Regions from separate parts of the Mus musculus genome. Here regions 1, 2, 3, 5, 6 and 7 are each linked to region 4. A link is a contact called in public promoter capture Hi-C data. All regions are on one chromosome and are shown on one strand. The core of a region is the stretch at or near the end of the contact, and the rest is flanking DNA. Distances in the headings are between cores, read along the strand shown. Region 1 holds the start of Dnaja2 (DnaJ heat shock protein family (Hsp40) member A2). Region 2 holds the start of Neto2 (neuropilin (NRP) and tolloid (TLL)-like 2). Region 3 holds the start of Vps35 (VPS35 retromer complex component). Region 4 holds the start of Cnep1r1 (CTD nuclear envelope phosphatase 1 regulatory subunit 1). Region 5 holds the start of 4921524J17Rik (RIKEN cDNA 4921524J17 gene). Region 6 overlaps Chd9 (chromodomain helicase DNA binding protein 9). Region 7 holds the start of Rbl2 (RB transcriptional corepressor like 2).

Evidence for each region. Promoter capture Hi-C pulls out the DNA fragments that hold promoters and counts their contacts.
Region 1: a promoter capture Hi-C map of liver shows a contact between it and region 4, with 4 times the contacts expected there. The contact joins the promoter of Dnaja2 here to the promoter of Cnep1r1 in region 4. A contact is called at or near these places in 7 of 39 promoter capture datasets (the C10 cell line, embryonic stem cells, hippocampal neurons and 3 more), 2 of 115 datasets of contacts at active chromatin or transcription factors (astrocytes and stem cell-derived neural progenitor cells) and 2 of 9 other capture datasets (adipose tissue and liver).
Region 2: a contact with region 4 is called in a promoter capture Hi-C map of liver, with 2.4 times the contacts expected there. The contact joins the promoter of Neto2 here to the promoter of Cnep1r1 in region 4. A contact is called at or near these places in 2 of 39 promoter capture datasets (hippocampal neurons and liver) and 1 of 115 datasets of contacts at active chromatin or transcription factors (astrocytes).
Region 3: a contact with region 4 is called in a promoter capture Hi-C map of embryonic stem cells, with 3 times the contacts expected there. The contact joins the promoter of Vps35 here to the promoter of Cnep1r1 in region 4. A contact is called at or near these places in 5 of 39 promoter capture datasets (cranial neural crest, embryonic stem cells, hippocampal neurons and 2 more), 1 of 484 Hi-C or Micro-C datasets (embryonic stem cells), 1 of 115 datasets of contacts at active chromatin or transcription factors (astrocytes) and 2 of 9 other capture datasets (adipose tissue and liver).
Region 5: a promoter capture Hi-C map of pre-B cells shows a contact between it and region 4, with 5 times the contacts expected there. The contact joins the promoter of 4921524J17Rik here to the promoter of Cnep1r1 in region 4. A contact is called at or near these places in 2 of 39 promoter capture datasets (embryonic stem cells and pre-B cells).
Region 6: a contact with region 4 is called in a promoter capture Hi-C map of liver, with 4 times the contacts expected there. The contact joins the enhancer-like site here to the promoter of Cnep1r1 in region 4. A contact is called at or near these places in 5 of 39 promoter capture datasets (embryonic stem cells, hippocampal neurons, liver and 1 more) and 1 of 115 datasets of contacts at active chromatin or transcription factors (astrocytes).
Region 7: a promoter capture Hi-C map of pre-B cells shows a contact between it and region 4. The contact joins the promoter of Rbl2 here to the promoter of Cnep1r1 in region 4. A contact is called at or near these places in 8 of 39 promoter capture datasets (the 3T3-L1 cell line, cranial neural crest, embryonic stem cells and 4 more), 1 of 484 Hi-C or Micro-C datasets (pre-B cells) and 2 of 115 datasets of contacts at active chromatin or transcription factors (astrocytes and thymic regulatory T cells).

Annotation. Positions count from the first base shown.
Region 1 is chr8:85,553,977-85,556,676 of GRCm38.p6, forward strand. It overlaps Dnaja2 (DnaJ heat shock protein family (Hsp40) member A2), which reads right to left and starts at 1,385. Exons shown (of 9, transcript NM_019794.5): 1 at 1,194-1,385. The coding sequence starts at 1,271.
Region 2 is chr8:85,699,639-85,702,338 of GRCm38.p6, forward strand. It overlaps Neto2 (neuropilin (NRP) and tolloid (TLL)-like 2), which reads right to left and starts at 1,286. Exons shown (of 9, transcript NM_001357288.1): 1 at 1,003-1,286. The coding sequence starts at 1,036. Mir8109 (microRNA 8109) reads left to right here and starts at 1,267; the gene lies at 1,267-1,383.
Region 3 is chr8:85,298,147-85,300,846 of GRCm38.p6, forward strand. Vps35 (VPS35 retromer complex component) reads right to left here and starts at 1,371. Exons shown (of 17, transcript NM_022997.5): 1 at 1,309-1,371. The coding sequence starts at 1,311. Orc6 (origin recognition complex, subunit 6) reads left to right here and starts at 1,486. Exons shown (of 7, transcript NM_019716.2): 1 at 1,486-1,846. The coding sequence starts at 1,782.
Region 4 is chr8:88,117,312-88,120,011 of GRCm38.p6, forward strand. It overlaps Cnep1r1 (CTD nuclear envelope phosphatase 1 regulatory subunit 1), which reads left to right and starts at 1,448. Exons shown (of 6, transcript NM_029074.3): 1 at 1,448-1,558; 2 at 2,469-2,540. The coding sequence starts at 1,534. It overlaps Gm2716 (predicted gene 2716), which reads right to left and starts at 1,296. Exons shown (of 8, transcript NR_151771.1): 1 at 1,055-1,296.
Region 5 is chr8:85,431,403-85,434,102 of GRCm38.p6, forward strand. 4921524J17Rik (RIKEN cDNA 4921524J17 gene) reads right to left here and starts at 1,439. Exons shown (of 4, transcript NM_025722.3): 1 at 1,257-1,439. The coding sequence starts at 1,322.
Region 6 is chr8:90,943,434-90,946,133 of GRCm38.p6, forward strand. All of the region lies in intron 3 of Chd9 (chromodomain helicase DNA binding protein 9), which reads left to right. Among named protein-coding and RNA genes, the nearest start is that of Gm39221, 110 kb to the right of the region's middle. Within about 2 kb of position 1,393, at least 3 of the 459 cell types and tissues checked have an H3K27ac peak or open chromatin away from gene starts, as enhancers often do. A contact at or near this core is called in liver, where this site is marked.
Region 7 is chr8:91,068,734-91,071,433 of GRCm38.p6, forward strand. It overlaps Rbl2 (RB transcriptional corepressor like 2), which reads left to right and starts at 1,324. Exons shown (of 22, transcript NM_011250.4): 1 at 1,324-1,673. The coding sequence starts at 1,443.

The DNA.
Region 1 (2,700 bases), core at 135-2,634, 2.6 Mb before region 4:
CTTCAAAAAAGATTTTGGATAAGAGTTATACACAGCAAACAATTTAAGATATTCACTTTTCTGAGAAGCAATGTTCTAAAGTTACAGCCTTCCAAAAAATGTCACTTATTATTTAACGTTTTCCACTTCAATAGTATTTACTAATAATATACCCAAAGTTACTGAAGAAAAATACAAATAAAACAACAAAGAAGATACTGAAACATTTTTTCTTTCTTTTTTTACAAACTATTATCAAATGTCTTTGATGGCCAGTAGCCAGACCAAGGAGACCACAATAACCAAACAAATTTTAGATTGAGTGACTACGTTTTACAGAAACTCAAGCACTACTACAAATTAAGCATAGGATACTTCTACCAAGTATCTCTCCCCATGCTGGCTGGCTCCTCTGCCTGCCCTCTAACAGGACACCCAGGAGGTCCTAAGTGATGTTTTACTCGCACACGGTCGGCTAACTGGGGTCTTAGGTGGTGGTGAAACTACATACTTTCAATTAAGCGATGTGGTTAAGCACCATGTAAGTCCTCACACAGACTCATGAATTATATAACACAGCCTACCATTTCCGGTAGGGTAACAGGAAGTCTTTTTCTTTGGACTTTACCAGTCCCAGTACTTACGGGACATTCTTATTTTTCTCAGTTTACAAATGCGGATTGGATCCCGACAGCCAGAGAAGATGCTGACTTTATTAATACCCCAAGTCCCGAGATGATTTGGAACTACTACAAAGGACAACAATAAGACGTGTCTTATTTTTAGGGAGTGCACGCTCAGGTGTTTGGCTGGGGCACACGACTCATCCCCGAAGCGGCCACGGGGTATTTAGATCTCCAGCCCACAGAACAATGCTTCCAAACAGACCCACGCCGCTCCAGCTGCCGGGCGAGCGAGGCTGAGGGAGGAGCCTGCTCAGCGCCGGGGGCTGCGGCCCTCAGCCCCACACCGGCGCCGGCGGTCAGCTCCTCCCCGGCCCGGCGGCGCGAGCACCGCGGTCCGACCTGTTTTTCCGGGTGGCCCCGGGCGCCGAGCTGGCGGGCCGCGTCTGCGCAGGGCCGGGCGGGCGGAGGCCCAAGGTCAGCCGAGCCGACTGCGCCCCCGCCGCCGCCGCGCCTCAGCCCGGCTCAGGCCGCCCAGACCGCGCAGGCCCCGCGCCCTCGCCCCGCCCGCCGGCCGGCTCGCTCCAGTACCTTCTTCAGCTCGTTCTCGCTAGCGCCGGGAGGGACGCCCAGGATGTCGTACAGCTTCGTGTCGGCCACGTTCGCCATGGCGGCCTGCCGGGCAGCACTCGCAAGCAGGCGGCGGAGCGGAAGGAGCGCGACCCGGACCACGAGCGGCGGCGGCGCAGGCCGAGGAGACGGCGCGGGGAGGCAGGCGGGGCTGAACTTTGACCCGGCGCAGCGCCATGACGTCGCCACAAGGCCCCGCCTCCGGGGCCGGGCGGGGCGGGGTTGGGCGGTGGGCGCCCGAGAGCGGCTGGTGGGGCCCTTTCCTGTCGCCGCTCCGTGACGCGCGAGCGACCGCGGAGTGGAGGGGAGCGGTGTGCGGCGTTCATAAAGAACTCTCGGTGCGGCTGAGGCCTGAGGGAAAGAAGCCGGCGTGGAATCCTCACGGGGTGGTCCCCCCGGGGCCACGGTGAAAAACAGCACGTGGGTGTGAGTGTGTGAGGTTCCCAAATAGCGAGTTACGCCCGTGATGTGATTTCATCAACACCTTCACTAACTCATTTCATCTCCTTAACTTCCCCCTCAGCACCTCTGCGTAGGGGAAACAATTTCATTCATAAATACTCAGATTTATACCTAGCAGACGAGGTTTTAAAGGCATAGCCATCCTGTCACATCGGAGGAAAGGACAAATCTTTTTTACACATTCCCAGTTGGTTTCGGGGCATCCAGATAAACCAAAGTCACCCTGTTCCACCGGGATCATGTGTTCAAGTGTCTCACTTGACAGCTTTAAAATTAGCTAACGCCAAAGGTTTGGTTGGCATAAGACAGTATGGCAGCGTGCCGGCACTTGGTGGCTGTCAGTCGAGTTTCGTTTTGCTTTAGCTTGAAAGATTTCTGTGCTTTACCACATTCCAGAATGTATAGCTTGCCTTCCAACTGGTTTTCCGATAGTAAAACACTTCTGGTCAGTTGAAAACCTGAACTGGGAAACAATTGCTCATTGGCCATAAGTCTGTCAGTGGAGGTGATACACCTTTCTTGTTATTCTTCTTGACCGAGTTTTGGAGGTCCTTCACTGCCGTGCTAAGACTTCTGAAATTTAACCTGAACGCTCAGAAGAGTCTCATGAGAAGTTAGATGCTCCTTCTGCTATTCAAAATGCCCCTTAACCTGTAGTGTTTTCCTTAATTCATAACCTGGTGAACCTTCCTGTCTTATTTGATGTTCGTTTTCCTGATAAGTATGATTTATGACATGAATGCTGTTCTCACATGTGAGTCAAAATTCTTTAATAGAATATAGCTTATCTATCTGGTTTCCAGGACTTATTTGGAGGTTTCTAGCAGGGGACCACAGCTATTTTATACCCTTTTGCCAAAGATTAGCCTCTCTTCTTGATCAAATACCCAGTTTCAGGAAGGGACATACAAAGAAGAAGAGGGAACACTCACCCACACACCCAGATCAGCCAAAATAACCCTGGGGCAGATGTTGAAGTCAGATCATCCTTCTTCTGACTTTGAAT
Region 2 (2,700 bases), core at 36-2,535, 2.4 Mb before region 4:
ATCTTGGCACAGTCTGAACATAAAAGTATTGATATGCATATAGTTAGGTAGGTAAATATTTAAATTAAATGGCTGTAACGTCAATTAGTAATTTATGAATATTTGTCCAATTATGAAGTTTGTCTAAAACGTTGTTAGTTCAAGAACAACAAAAAGTTCCACTGAACTTTCTAACAAAACAAATTTGAAAATAAGGTGTTAACACGTACCAGGAAAACACCAAAATGTGTAATTGTGCAAATATCAGGATTCAGTGCTAAAAATGTAAGCGCCAGTATTTTAACACTGTCATACTTTCTCTCTTAATATAAGAGGATTTAAAAAAAAAAACCCATTCAGATATTATTCATTTGCAATTAAATCATTTGGGGAAAAGGAAGTCATTTGCTGAAAGGCGGTGCTTTTTCTTGAGATTTATGAAAGGATCAATCCAGGACGAGTTCTGGAATAAACTTTGCCTCTCAATGTAAACCATCTAGAAATATTTATCTGAAACAGCACCTCCGCGGAGAGGCAGCCTCTCAGTGGCTTTAGGAGCTCGATGCTGTCAGCTCGCCGGCCGCTGCCGACCCGTGCATCCTCCGCACAGGACTCATGAGGCAGCGGGACTCGGCGATCCCGGGAAGGCAGCGCGGGGCGCGGGGCGCGGGGGGCATGCAGGGCCGCCGCGCAGCCCCGAGCCCGCAGTGGTGCCGCAGCCTCCCGGCCGCAGCAGGTGGGACCCGCGGGAGGCGCGGACATTGGGGGCTTCTCCGAAACCGCTGCGGCGCGTCGGAGTTGGGGCTTTCGTGGTTTGTGTGCTACCACTTTCTGCGGTGGCAACCTGGGGCCACCGGCCTTCGCTTCGCACACTTTGCAAGGCGCGGAGTCGCCGGCGTCCCCCGGAGCGAGCTCGCAGCGGCGGCGGGCGGCCTGGCCCAGACAAAGGGCGCGAAGGCGGCGGCGGAGCGGAGCGGAGCGCGGCCTGGCCCGCAAGGGGGCGCTGCCCGCACCCGCGCTTACCTTTGAGGACCGCGCAGAGCTGCTCCAGGGCCATGTTCCTCAGCGTCGGCGCTCCGAGAGCGCCCGAGGCGGCGGCGCGGTGGTCACGGCCCGGCGGGGTAGCTTCGCTCCGTCCCCATCGCCGGCCGCCGCCGCTTCCTAGCAGCGGGCGCAGCGCCTCGGCCCGCCGTGCCGGGTCCCCGACGGCCGCCGCCTCTCGGCGGGCTGAGGAAAGCCAGCGGCGGACGCTCCCGCGGCGGGCTCCCTTGAAGTGGCGCGCGCCGGGAGCCCCGGCTCATTTAAGCAGCGAGCGCAGCGCCGCGTGCCGGCCGCGGGGCCACTGCGCACGCGCAGCCCCGCCCTCCCGCGTGCCCCGCCCGCCACTCGCTTCCCGGGCCTCGCGCGCGGCCCACCCCTCCCTGCCGGTGTCTTCTCGAAGCCTTGAGCTCCCCAGGTCCGATTTTTCCATCCCCTCTCGGAGGACCTCAAGCTCAGGTGCTTGAAAACGTCTGCTCAGCCTTGCTGATCTCGGTGGAAGGGAGACCCCCGCGGGGGCCCTGGAGGTGCCCGGGTGAGTTCCCCCGGCCAGCAGTAAGGGTTGTTGCACCTACTGAACCTTCTCCAACAGTTGCCAGGCACAGCGCTGCTTGAGGAATCCTCACTCCCAGTCCTCGCCACAGTGGGCTGAAAGCTCCACGCCAGCCAGAAAAGTGAAACTTTGTTCTAGCTGCAGAGACAGGCGCGACTGAATGCAGACTGGGTCTCCCCAAGGCCACCCCTAACCACAGCCGTACAGACGGACCGCTGAGCGCCACCGGAAAGGAATTATATGTGCCTTGGATAGTTTGTGCATGATCTCGTCTTCCTCCAGCTCTTGTGCATTGAAATTGTCTTGCTGGCAGAGCTGCTTCATCCTACTGAAATAGAAATGACTTGAATGCAGGCGGGCTACAGTCATTTATTGGTTTGAGTTATGTGCATATAACAATGACTGGTATTGGGGGGCCTACCAATATTAAGTCCCTACCGTAATTGATCTGATATATAAATGTTTATCTAGCAAATTATGGCTAATTAGAACGTCCAGCAACTGAACAAAATATTCCAAGGGTGTCACATTCTTTCTTTTCTTGGATCGCTCTAAGAAAGTCACAGAAGTATAAGCAATTAACAAGTTTATAAATAAAACCAATTAACACCTATTAGCATAAAGTTGTTTAGCCCTTTGCTGTGTGCTTCAGTGGTTATGAAAGATGTGTGATTTGGGGCTTATAAGGTGATCACCTGCAGTTAAATTAAAATTGCACCCAGGAACCAGTGAATAAGGCATTTTAGAACCTTTTCCACAAATAAAATAATGATAAATGGGGACAGCAGTTAATAATTCAGTTTAAGTCCTGGGCAAGAGTGGATAAAGAAACTGGGAAGCCCTTTGAGTTTCTGGATCAACAATGCATAGTTGTTGATGGAGGAAAAGAAAAAAAACCCAAAAAACAAAAAACAGCCTGTATGATGTCATCAGAGAACGCTCCATGAAAAAGGGGAGAAAGAAGATGGAAAATGTTTGGATGGCAAGTGAAGAGGAGGGGTGTAGTCATGATTGTCAAGTGTCAGGTAAGATGCAAGTGTGAGCAGGGAATTTGGGACAAGTGTCATCAGAAACTAAAGATTAAAGAGAATGTGGACTTTGAATGTGGAGATGCACTCATCTCTCCATTG
Region 3 (2,700 bases), core at 121-2,620, 2.8 Mb before region 4:
TCTGGTTCCCCAGGCACATAAATATAATTTATAGTGTATCCTCAAATGCTTTGTATTATAAAACACTATGTCAACCAGTAAGTGTTGAAAAACAAAAAAGTTAAACTTCACACCAGTCATGTGCCAAATCTCAATTGTACAAAGTTCCGAGGGGGGAAAACATCTTGTAAGGCAATATATTATATTAAATATACATCAAATATTTATCAAATTACGGGAACAAACGCTCAGAACTCAGCCAGCCAGAACCAAAGATGACATAAATACCAAGCTGATCGGAGTCTAGCAAGATCATCATAAAGGTCCATTCCAAAAAAAAGGAAAAAAAAAATCAACAAAAAGATTTAATGCTGGTTTTTCCTATTAACACACTTAAAGTGAAGTATGTGCAGTGGCACATAGAATTATCAATACAAAGAATGAATATTGAAATTAAAAAAAAAGGACATAAGCATAGCACATCCAAAACCACTACCTGTTCATACTACAGCAAATGCTCGTATAACGCAAGTGACAACTTGCCCTGTGGAAAACAGGATCCGAATTTTGCGGAAGTTCCTGTTTATAAGGCTAGTGCCACAAAGCATCACGACATGCTATCGTCGCGGAGAAACCTTTGAATGACTGCTTCCAGCAAGTGAGTTAGAATCCTCAGAGAGCAAATGCGAAACGGAGACCTGTCTCCTATCTGATGGTTGGGCTCAATGAAAAGAAAGCAGGAGTCCTTCGGGAAACTCACGTGAGCAGGTCCCTAGAATTCGCTGACAGGCGCTGCAAGATGAAGGGGGCTCTGCGGCCACGGAAGGCCGGGAGACCACTGCGCCCCCCCCCCAAGGATATTTCCAGCAGAGAAAAGGCAATGGGACCCCCGAGGACAGCTGAGTACAAAGCTGGAAATGCACCATCTGGGCGCGACCCAGCTACGGCGCCAGCTCAGAAGCTCGGGGGCTCCTCACTGTCCCAACTCCGCACAGACCCGGGAGTCCGACTCTCAGAGGGAAGGTGGCCGTTCCGTACAAGAGTCTGACGCAGGCCTCCACCGACACCCAGAACCTGCAGCCCGCGACACCCCTAAGGGAGGCTCCTGGTCTCGGGGTAACGACCAAATTCTGCGCCACCGCCCACCGCAGCCCACCGCAGCCTAACGCGGCCTTCCTCAGCCCGTGCCAAGCCCGCAGGCCCAGCCTGGACCGGACCGGCCTCGATCGAAATGCAGGGCCTCCTACTCCGCCAGCAAGGCTCCTGTCCGCCGAAGGAAAACGTGGACTGCGACTCGGCAACCCAGGCCCACCGCTTCCCCTCACTCACCATGGCGACTCCGGGGACCACAAGCAGCAGCGCCTACCCCGCCGGAGCCGCCCGCCGTCAGGTGACCGAGCCTTGCGAGCCCCGCCCTCTCTAGCCCCGCCCTTGGATAGAAGCGGCTTTTCGATTGGCCCACTTAAAATCTCGCGTAGTTTGGGGAGAATGGGCAGCCGGCGGTGTATAGTGGACGGGGCGGGGCGAGAATAGTACAACGCTGCGGCGAACTAGGGACAGCAGGAAGGGAAGCCTTAGTTAAGGAGATCCGCGGCCGAGGAAGGGCAGCGAGAGAACCTTCTGCGCGTCCACTTCGCCTGGGCCCGCGCCTCATCGTGTGCACATGCGTAGAAGGATGACCAGGATTGGTGTGTGGAACGGTCTCAACCTCTGGTCGCAACCAATCTGGACGCGCCGGGGGTGGGTCTTAACCCTCTGACAATCTGCGCGCGCATTGCTCTTGGCGCGCATTTCTTCCAGCGATGGAGTCGGAGCTGGTACGCCGCCTCGCCCCGCGTCTCGGCCTTGCGGAGCCGAGTGTACTGAGGTGAGTGTGGCCGTGTGTGCGGGTAGACGTCCCAGACTGCGGCCCTGGGTCCTCCCAAGGCAGCGTCGGATGAGGGACTGGCGATGAGGGAATGACCGCACACTGGTCTGGGCGAGACTCGGGCCCAACATCAAGAAAAACTGTTGTTGGCTTGTAGAAGATGGTTTGAGAGGACGTATATAGTCGTCCTTGAAGCACTCTAGCTCTGTTGGATACACTGTGGTCGGAAAAGCCGGGGAGGACCTCTTGTCATTCCTTCAGACTCGATAATCTTGATAAGCCAGCCTTGCAGGGCAGACCCTGTGCAAATCACTATAGATGGCAAGAGAAAGGTAGATTATGGTACAGAGTGAAGAGCTGAAGTGATGAGCAGGGCGTAAGAATTCCAGAAAAGGCCGGGCGTGGTGGCGCACGCCTTTAATCCCAGCACTTGGGAGGCAGAGGCAGGCGGATTTCTAAGTTCGAGGCGAGCCTGGTCTACAAAGTGAGTTCCAGGACAGCCAGAGCTATACAGAGAAACCCTGTATCGAAAAATCGAAAAAAAAAAATTCCAGAAAGGGCCCAGTGGCGTTGGGGCTGATTTATTAAATAGTGGCACGCATGGGAAAATATGGTAAGAGTGGCCCAAATAGCTTCCATTTTCCGAAGCCCTTGAGATTAGGAGGGTCATTGTAGGATCTGTCTTAGGAAATAAAGCTACAGCAGGCAAGTGTGTAGAAAGTTCGTAGGTCTATTCCCAGGGCTACTGACCGGAAATACAATGGGACCCAGAACTATTTTCACAAGCCGCCGAAACTGAGACCCAATCAGTCATTAAGGAAGAGAAAGGGATTTAATTTACTCTAATCTGCCTG
Region 4 (2,700 bases), core at 198-2,697:
CTGCAAGTTTGAAGCCAGAATGGACCTTTGTAGCAAGTTCATGACCAGCTTAATCTACAGAGAAAAACTCCATCTCTAAAACAAACAAGTCATCGTAAAAGTTTAAATGAGATAATGCATGTAAAGGGTTTGGACCAGAGAAGGCTCCTTAATGGGAAAGTTTAGAAAGTGCTACTAGGGTAGAGGAGTCTATAAAACAAAGGAGTCAGGAGCTGATAAGTGAGTTAGGGCAAAGGTTGATTAGTAAAACACACAATGTATCAATTTTGGGAACATGGCGGTGTTGCTCAAAGACCTTCTCAGCCCTGATCTGTGTGGCTGGATCCTTTCCGTCTTCTTGGGCCTCTCAGCTCAAACTTCCTTGCAACACTTCTGGACCTCCTTCCTCCTGTCTTTAATATTGGTTGCTTTTTCCATAGAGCTACTGTTATCTGAAATCAGTTGCCTACTTTTATGTTTATTGCTCCCTGAAACCTTTCACTGTGAGGAATGCAATCTTATCTACCGTGGTCATAAATATAATGTAATATGGGACAAATACAATGCGTAGCATGTCATGCAATAAATACCTCTTGAATGAATCAATGACCACCAGGAAATAAACAGAAATAACAGGTCATTTTAATCAAATGTTAATTTTGCTAACCCTGTACATATTTTTGTTATACTTACAAAGACATACTTTGTGCATTCTTTTTTTGTTTTGTTTTGTTTTTTGTTGTTGTTTTTTGGTTTTTGTTTTTGTTTTTTTGGTTTTTTTTTTTTTGTTTGTTTGTTTTTCGAGACAGGGTTTCTCTTAGCCCTGGCTGTCCTGGAACTCACTCTGTAGACCAGGCTAGCTTCGAACTCAGAAATCCACCTGCCTCTGCCTCCCAAGTGCTGGGATTAAAGGTATGCGCCACCACCGCCCGGCACTTTGTGCATTCTTTATGACTATATTGGACGACATGAGGAGAAAATAACCAAGAAAGAAATCCTTCCTTAAGGAATTGGATATCTAAAGAAGAGAAATCAAAATCAAGGAAATCTGCTTGGGGGCGCTTCTAGTACTTACTGCTGAACATATCTCAGTTTCTCTTTAGTTCCTTGAGGGCAGGGATAGATTGGTGGTCTCTCCTTAGCAACCAAAATACTGCCCAGAAGTTAGTGGGCGCTCAATCATTGTTTTAAGAACTAAGAAAGCAACCAAGCTTAAAAATAAAGTATGCTTGGACAGAATTCAGTTCCTCCCCGAGGCAGGAGGCGGCGCCATGGCTATATCAGCCTAGCTGCTCGCTATTCTCGGCCCTTCCAGTTGAACATCTAGCGCTGGGTTCCCGAAGGCGTTTGCTGAAATTAGCCAATAGAAAACTAGTTTAGTTGAGGGGTCTGGATGAGCTACCCAATAAACTCAACGTTTCTAGAAAATGGGCGGTGCCAAACGGAGGGGCTGAAGGGAGCGGTTAGAGGTGGGAGTTGGCGCTGTCGGCGGGGCGGGGAGGGCGGGCTGCGATGAGGACCGGGCCGTGGCGGTGACCGGAGCTGCCGCCCGACATGAACTCGCTGGAACAAGCGGAAGGTAGAGTGTGTCTTCCGCCGGGTCCCGTCCCGAGGCTGAGGAGGTCGCGAGGGCGGCGTGGCGGGGACGCGGGGCGCACGGCCGCCGAGGGGTGCCGCCTTCCCCCCCCGCAGGGGCTCGGGGGCCCCCCCGTCTCAGTGACGAGCCCTTGCGAGTTATAGAGTGCGAATTCATTTTCTGTTTGACAACCTAACGAACCGTAACCCTAATTTCTTCCTTGGCTTCTGTAATTGCCGGAATTTAGATGTACTCTTGGCCTTTCAAAGTTTTGTTTTATTTTGATTTTTTAAAAAACACCTCTGTGGGAATAACACCCTACTTCATTCAGAGGTACGCTCTGCCACAGCACAAGGCGTAGGCGCTGCTGCTGGCCGGACGTTCACCGGCGACCCATTCCTAGGAGGATAAGGGAGTATGTTTGTACAGCCCGTTATCTGTGTATGGAAGTCTAGTAAGCCCATACTACATAGCCATCAATTAATGATAAGAGCTAGGGCCGGAATCGGATAATTGCAGTCAATTAGACCTCATGGATTTTGATGTTTCAACAGGAAGTTCTTGGTTCCACAGAATTAGAATTAAGCTGGAGTTTGGTCCATTTATTTGTAAACACCCTCCACCGCACCCCCCAGTTTTAGCTTTTGACTCTTGGCTGAAGTTGCTGCTGGTCTTCCAGCATACCAGTTTTCAAGCTTCTAAAAGTAGACCAACTGGTTTCCAGAAATTGGGATGAACGAAAAATGATGTTTTTGTTGTGTACTTAAAATTGTTATTATATAAGCAAACGGTGCGTGACACAAGTAATTTGATGTGCAAGACCTGTTGGAGTTTGTCGATCTAAAATTTCATTTTATCAAATTTCATTTCGGACTAGAAAGAGCAGATAGAGAACTGAATTCTCTTTACCTAGATCTCAAGGCTTTCGAAAGAAGACTTACTGAATATATTCATTGCTTGCAACCTGCCACTGGACGTTGGAGAAGTAAGTTGCTGAATGCTTTCTAAGGGAAAATAAAGTGTGGTTGATAGCTTTATTCCTAAGTAGGAACGACTCCCTTTCTTTAAAACTTTTGACTAGTAAATCCTTGTTTTACTAAGCTATAAGATTTCTGAGTTTAGACAACTTTTTTTGTTTTTGTTTT
Region 5 (2,700 bases), core at 189-2,688, 2.7 Mb before region 4:
CTCTCCTTCCACCTTTACAGGGATCTACCTCAGGTAGTCAGGCTTGAGCAGAAAGCACCTTTACCACCTAAAGCCATCTCACTGGCCAATAACCAGGAAATTAAAAACAGATATTTTCCCCAAAAGATTATTTTATGCCAAGTAAAACAAGGGACTTGTGCCCTACAGAAACAGAATGCATAATTCATACTGTAAAAGCCTTAACTGAAAATTATTTAAACATCAAAGTAATCTGCCAACAGACTGATCACAAAGTGCAAGTTTGCTACAATTTAGTTGGGTGGAAAGAATGAACGTAACTCTACATTTTGGAAAACATGACTGTTTTGATATTGCAGACTGGTATGCTCTATCGACTAAACTTGCACAACTTTCCATCATCAGCATTTTTAAACATTGCCTATAAATCATACTGAATAAAACATGTAACTTTTTTGTTTAAAGATTTTAATAAACCTACAAGGACACGCCCTAAATAATATACTTAAATCAGATTTTAAGTCTCCACCCATTTCCAATTACTCCAGAGAGAAGGAGGGGGGAGGGGAAGAGAGAGAGGTAGTCATTTTAGGAAGATTCAGGAAAAAGAAGTACAGCCAGATCTGCATGCCGGCATGAAGGCCTAAGGATGATTTTAATGGAATGAGTTTTTGTTCATCACACTATAATTAGGCGTACTTAAATGTAGGAAAAGAAAAATGATTTTTTTAAAAATTACGACTATTACTCCATGAGTTCAGTCTAAATATGAATGATTTCAAATTCACGAATCCGCATATTTAAAAAAAAAATCTGTAAGCAGACATGTCAAATTTACAACAGTAAATAGCACGAATGGGACGGGGCACACGCAGAGAGGAAGAGCCTCAACGCCGACTTTATTCGAACCGTGTTCCGTTAACAACGTAGTGGAAGGACTAGAAACCACACATCAAACTGGTTGGTTTTTTTGCGGCGTTCCGGAAGTCCACAAATTTGCAAAAAAGTTAGCACCATTACTGTCCTTTTGTCTGCTTTATGCTGCCACCCAGGTGGCGGGGAGCGACAGCTGAGAAGCAGCACCGCACTCTCCCCAACCGCGAACAAAGCCATGCGGGGCGGCAGGGGTCCGCGGGCCGGCCCGGGACCAGAAGGGGCAGCGCCGGGTCCCCGCTCCCAGGCCCCCGCCGCCCGCGGGCCGCCGCGCACCGCCAACCGCCGCCGAGCAACGGCCACCCGCCCTGCCCGCCCCGCCCGCTCGCGCCGGCCCAGCCCACCTGTTGGTCGCACTCGGGGCACGATTTGGTGGCCATCTTCACTTTCTTGGCTCGAGTTGCAGACATGCTCCCCTCCTGAGCAGCGGTGGAAGCAGCGCCGTGCCTCCGCTGCTCCACACAGCGCGTCCTCACTCCAGCCGCGACCCAGCCGTGGAGGCGCGCGTGCGCGTGCGCGGGGCTGCGTGCGGGTTGGAGGAGGGGGGCGCCGCGGCCCTTCCAGGGAAGTCCCATCGCCACGCCCTCTAAGGCGGTGGACCGCTCGGGGGCGTGGCTCCGACGAGACTCCACCAACCAACGCACAGGTGGGCCGAGCCCTGGTGCTGGGCACGCCCCCTCGTCGGCCCCAGAACCAGAGCCTGAAATGGTTACTGGCAACGGAAAACCTCTCTGCAAATGTCAGCAATGCTAATCCGAGAGAAATTATAATAGACACTCGATGAAACCCCTAGGCTTCCAGCGTCAGGGGTATAAACTTCACTATTCATTAAATAATTGCCTACGATCCACTATTAAGCACACCGAATAAGAAATGTCTGCCTTCAAGGAACAGTCTACAAGGCTTTGTTTTTGGAGGGGGTGGAGAGGTTGGTCTGGTTTCATCTTGTGTATCACTGATACTGAGTAGTTTAAAATTAAAAGCAAATTATTTGAAAAGTGAAACAAAATGCTGTGCACTCCTATCATCCCAGCTTTCACTGCTCTTGTTCAGATCTACAGTGAGAGAGCAGAGAGATATTTTTAAACTGTAGTTTGATGAAGAAAGGAGCATGAGCTGGGTATAAAGTTGCAGAAAAGGGAGGGGTAACACACAGAGCATCTGCCATTGTTAAAGAGACTCCTCATACTCTGTACTATAGGAAAGGTATCTCAGGACAAAGACACTACCTGTCCAAAAAAAAAAAATCTAAACGTGTGAAAATGTAAAGTCAGTTAAAAGAAGTGTGTGTGTGAATAGAGTCCTTAACACAAGGGTTCCCCAATCCCAAATAACCCCCTAAGGAAGTCTCCAGGATCAGCCTTGAAGGGACACAAAACTTCTGCCACTTTGGATCAAAGGGAGCAGATGACATCTGGAGCTGACAGCATTATCTTGGGCTACTGGTCTTGCAAGTAAGAGAAATGTAATGTTCACTGCCTGGACACACACACGACCTTTACTCTCTCAAGAGGGCACACTAAGCCCGGTGTGGTGTCTGCACGCTTTTAATCCCAGCACTCAGGAGGCAGAGGCAGTCGGATTTCTGAGTTCGAGGCCAGCATGGTCTACAAAGTGAGTTCCAGGACAGCCAGAGCTATACAGAGAAACCCTATCTAAAAAAAAAGAAAAAAAGAAAGAAAAGAGGGCACACTAGGGAGATGGATCACAGGAAGAAAGAAAGTGGGCTTAGAGTTAGTGATTTTTCTGTATCAGCTGGGGTCAGAACTCACAGTCCTGTTTGATTGC
Region 6 (2,700 bases), core at 143-2,642, 2.8 Mb after region 4:
AAAATCAAGTTAACATCATTTTTATGAATATGTAAAATGTATGTATTATTTTAATTTAGGTAAGTAGCTCACAACTGCTTGTAACTTCAGCTCCAGAAGATCAGACATCTCAGGTCTTTGTGGTTACCTGCCGTCATGTATGTATACCTATACAGAAAGAAGCATAGTTAAAAATAACTCATTTTAAAATACTGAGCAGATTTGTTTATCTTTCCAAACTCAGTCTCTTTTTCTATACAGTGTGACTAACATTGGCACCAGTCATATAAAATTATGTTCTATATTGACAACTTGCTGCAAAAGAAATCAAGGAAAATACCCACTTACAATAGTTTAATATCCACAAGAAATGCAGCCAGGAAGGTAAACTATATCTGTGAGGGTAACTTCAGGACACACACACACACACACATAGGAGGAGGGGGAGGGGGAGGAGGAGGAGGAAGAGGATGAAAGAAATTGAAGAACGCACCAGCTGATCGGAAGATCGCCTCTGTGTGTCTAGAACTGATAGGGGGTGGTTTATATAGACATCTCACCAGTGGCTAAAAGCTCACAGATGTTTGCTTCAGCAGTTGAGGCTCTGCTTTAACTCCTACCAACTCAAGGAGCTTCTCTGAACTAGGCGTGGTGGCATGGAGGAGCTCTGTGAGTTCCAGGAAAGTCAGGGCTACATAGAGAGACCCTGTCTCAAAAATTAAAAGAAAGCAGCAGCTTCTCTATCCAAGGTTGAGAGCATCATAAATCTGTGGATATAAACACAAAGTGTTTATCCTTAGTTTATCATAGAGAGCAAGTAAAACTGCTTTTCTATTTCATCTCTCCTATGAGGATTAGGTAAGAAAGCAAGTCACAGCAACTTCTGAAGAGCATATGGAGAGAAGGGACCTTCATTACTATTGATCAGAGTGTCAGCTGCTGTGGCACTGTGGAAATCTCATAAAAAGAACAAAACAAAACTAGTTCGAGCTGTCATCTGACCCAGCTCTACTTCCCTGGGCATACACTCACAAGACTCCCACCACAGAGATGTTGTGACCATGTGGTCTTAAGTTGCTCCTCCTGTATTTCACCGTGAGGCTTGATGCTCGTTGTGGGGTTTGCATAGATGTCCTATTTAGCAAATTGTTGGCTACTCCCTTCTAGTCTTAATTGCTGCATCATGAGTAGTTACATCATGAGGGATAGTGAATTTGAGTATTTGTTTTCCTTTATCACAAGATAGGATATAAAGCTTTCATGAGGCTCTTGCTAAGCTGTACTCTGTGAATTAATTTTCAGATAGTAAACTAGGCTTGCAGGTTGGAGAGATGGCTTAGTGCTTAAGAGCACTGGCCACTCTTTCAGAGGATCAGAGTACAGTTTCCAGGATCCCACATGGTGGCTCACAGCGATCCTGAACTCCAGTCCTGTGGCTTCCAACACCCTTTTCTGGCCAGGTTTGTACAGACATGTATACAAACAAAACACCCATATTCATAAAATAAATCAATAAAATTCAGAAGCAAAACCCAAACAAAATAAACAAAGTTCTAAAAAGGAGGGGATATCTCTCCTTTCCATTAAGAGAGAGACAGAGACAAAGACAGACAGACAGACAGACAGGTTAGGCTTGCATTCCTAAACTCTATCCTCCATGCTCAGTCTTCCTCCCTGCTCTCCATGCTCTATGTTCTCTATCCCCCATGCTCTCTTCTCTCTCTCTTTCCTCTATTAGCTGCTGGTTTTTGGTTGAGAGTAATTTGTGTCTACAGTTGACTTTTGGTCTGGAGTTTATTTGATTTTGGTTTTGATCTGTGACTTTAGTTCATTAGTTGTAACTGTTTACTTTTCTTTTGTTTTAATAGGCCATCTGGATGAGTGTATTAGTAAATGATGCAATTAATTAGAAAATATTTTTTAACCTCTGGCCAGAAGTTAGTTGGAGACTTTCCCTCATATCTTACAGCAAAGGAGAAAGATATGTTTTGCTTTTAATAAGTAACATCAACAAAGTAGCTTAAAATTTTATATTGCACACACACACACACACACATTCACATACATCTTCCTCTTGCATCTCCTATTTCTGTTGTTGTTTTGAAACAGGGTCTCTCTATGTAGCCTTGGCCATCCTAGAACTTAGTATGTAGACCAGGCTAGCCTAGAACTCACAGAGATATGCCTGTCTCTGCCTCCTAAGTGCTGGGATTTAATGCAAGCATCAACACATCTGGCTGTAGTATGTTTCTTTTAATGCTGTGTGATACCAAATTGTGCTTAATATAATGGTTTAAAACAACACACTTTTTATCTCATTCTTTACTTGGGGCATGTGCCTTGTCTTTTTTCCTCCCTTCCTCTTTTATTTTGAGATATTTTTAAAATTATTTTGCTAGACCATATGTGTGAGCATGTGCATGCACATGTGTTGGATGGGTGCATCATATGGCATGGTGTGGATATACAAGACAAAGGACGACTGTGTGAGTTGGTTCTCTCCTTCCACCATGTGATTCTGGGGATTGGACTCGGGTGTTCAGGTCTGGCAACAAGTTCCTTTTAACTCACTGGGTCCTTTTACCAGTTCTTTTTTTTTTTTTTAAAGATTTATTTATTTATTATATGTGTGTACACTGTAGCTGTCTTCAGACACTCCAGAAGAGGGCATCAGATTTTTGTTACGATGGTTGTGAGCCACCATGTGGTTGCTGGGATCTG
Region 7 (2,700 bases), core at 74-2,573, 3.0 Mb after region 4:
CAGGTGAGGGATTTTTTTTTTGCCACTGAGAATCTCCCCAGCCCTTTTCAATCAATGTGTTTATCTCCACTAGATTCTCTTCACCACTTAAGCCCATGCAATGTGCCTTAAAAGTTTCTTTTCCGTGAGCAAATTCTTTGAAATTCCCTTCATATCTAAGCTTAGTTAGAGATTCGGTAGCTTTAACACCTCAAATCATAAATATAGGAAAGTTTCAAGCCCGGGGACAAAAGGCTGAGGTGCCTATTTAACATATCAAAGAGGACCTGGCTGCTCTGTTCTCCTGGTAGCCCTCAACCTCTACCTGTTACCATAGCCAGCCCCCTACCCAAAACTCTCCAGCTCAAGGGGTGGGCTGTGCTTTCCTATATAATCCAGACATTTTAGTTTCTAGCTCGGTGTACCTTTGGGCCTTCTAGCTGCTGCACCTGGTTCCCCTCTCTCCCCTCTCTCCCTTCACCTCCCGCGCCCCCTCCCCGCACTCTCCTCCCTCAGGTGGCTCAGGGTCATGTCCACTCTGGACTCACTCAGATGTCCCTGCTCTACGCTCTTCCTTTTATCTGTAAGAAACTTTAGCCGTATCTAGGAGCAGTTATGTGATAGCTAATATACATTTTAAGTTATTCTTGAAAACACATTCATGATTATTTGTGTGATTGAGGGTTGAGGGTTGAGGGTTTTTTATTTTGTTTTTGTTTGGTGAAGTGAGATCAATTCTTAGCTCAATATACCTTTGCCATTGATAGCGTTGACATAGGAGTGTCACTTGAGGAATCCTCTCTGTTGGATTGACCTGTGGGTCTTGCCTAGGGAGGTGGCGGCCGCGGGGGTGGCGTTGTATTAAGAAAGTAGCTGATAAAGCAACGGGGAGCTAAGTCAGTAAGCAGCGTCCTGCTTTAACCTCCGTCAATGATGAACTGTAAAGACTAAAATGAAATAAGCCCTTTCCTCTCCGAGTTGGTTACAGTCCGTGTTTATCTCAGCAACAGAGACTAGAAAGGGCAGGCAAACTATTATCTTTACTTTGGACCTTTTAGCTTTACTATCTGAGGACCTCTAGGTGAGGATGTGTGTAAAGGGCTTATATACTAAATCCTGTCGATATTTCTTGGTCTTTTTCTCTTCAAACGAGCCTTCTGAATGGTCTCACTATTGAGAGATGCTTTTTAAAACGGTAGAGGACGTGTCCATTCACCCCTAAATGATGCACAGCTCGTTTTTTGCTTTCTTCTTCCATGACTTTTGGTCTCCCTGAGATCCCGGCCGAGACTACATTTCCCAGCAGGCCGTGCTCAGACCTACGGGTGCCCGCATGGGACTGAGGAACTTTGGGGGCGGCACAGTAGCAGGACAGGCTGCTGACGGGCCGGCGCTTCGCGGTTTGAATGGCTGCGGGCCCGGGCCCTGAGCGCATCTGAAGAGCCGCGGCCTCGGGGTGCGCCATGGCATCTGGAGGCAACCAGTCGCCACCGCCTCCTCCAGCTGCTGCAGCCAGCTCGGAGGAAGAGGAGGAGGATGGCGACGCCGCGGATCGCGCGCAGCCCGCGGGGTCCCCGAGCCATCAGATCCAGCAGCGGTTCGAGGAGCTGTGCAGCCGCCTCAACATGGACGAGGCGGCGCGCGCCGAGGCCTGGAGCAGCTACCGCAGCATGAGCGAGAGCTACACGCTGGAGGTGCGTGCTCAGATCCTCCGTGGAGATCGGGGACTCGGGGTGGCCCTAGGATCACTTGGTCGTTTGCCCCGCACCATTGCCTCCCCCTGGCTTTGCGGCCGTCAGAGGAAACTCATTAAGTTTCAGGCTTGCTTACGTGTGAGAATGGCTTAGGATTTATTGTCCCCCACCCCCCGGGCAGATGAAAAGCGGGTGTAGACACACAACATTTGTTGCTGAACTTGGGCACTCTTTTTGGCTGTCATCCAGGTGTAGGCTTGTTATGTTCCGTTCTTGGGACGGGGCTTTGCAGTTGACGAAAATGGCTATTCGGGCTAGTGCCTGTCAACTCTGCAGGCACCTCCCCTGTATGGGCCAATGGGAAGTGACACGGAAGTCCGGATTGTTTTTCAGCTGCCTGTGCGTATGACCCTTTGATTTTATATATGGAAGCTTATCGAAGTAGCAGAGCAAAGAGGCCCCCGACCCGAAGGCTAAGCAAGGTGTTATTTAACTATGATATGGATGTACTTGTGCCATTCTTCTGAGTCGGTTTATTTCTATTTTTTTAAAAATCGACACACATCGAATTCCCCTCTCTCCATTTGTTACACTCACAAAAAAAAGAAACATGGCAGCTTTAGACCTGTGTCTGAGTGACTCTGGACAAGTTTTTAACCACAGTGAAACTCAGTTATGTTGTGTGAGCAGTTTTGTTACTTGTGCCCACTTCAAAGTGCTTACCTAAAGCTTAACTAAAGCAATGTGTGTATGTGTGCAGAAAATTTCCTAGACTGAAGCAGTCTGGCTGAAGAGACCGTAGCCGCCTTCCTTACCCAGTGTTTCCGATAGCCAGGCAAAGAGGAGAACTTCTGGTTTGAAGGACACAAATACTCCCAAACGAATTCTTACTTCACCTTAGAGATGACGCTGTAAATTAGCAAGAATGAGTATTATAACATAGCAGAGACTTCAAATCACAGACTAAGTCATATGAAGCCTGGTGTCACATATGCAAGTGGCATTTAACAGATGCTTAGTAAATTAG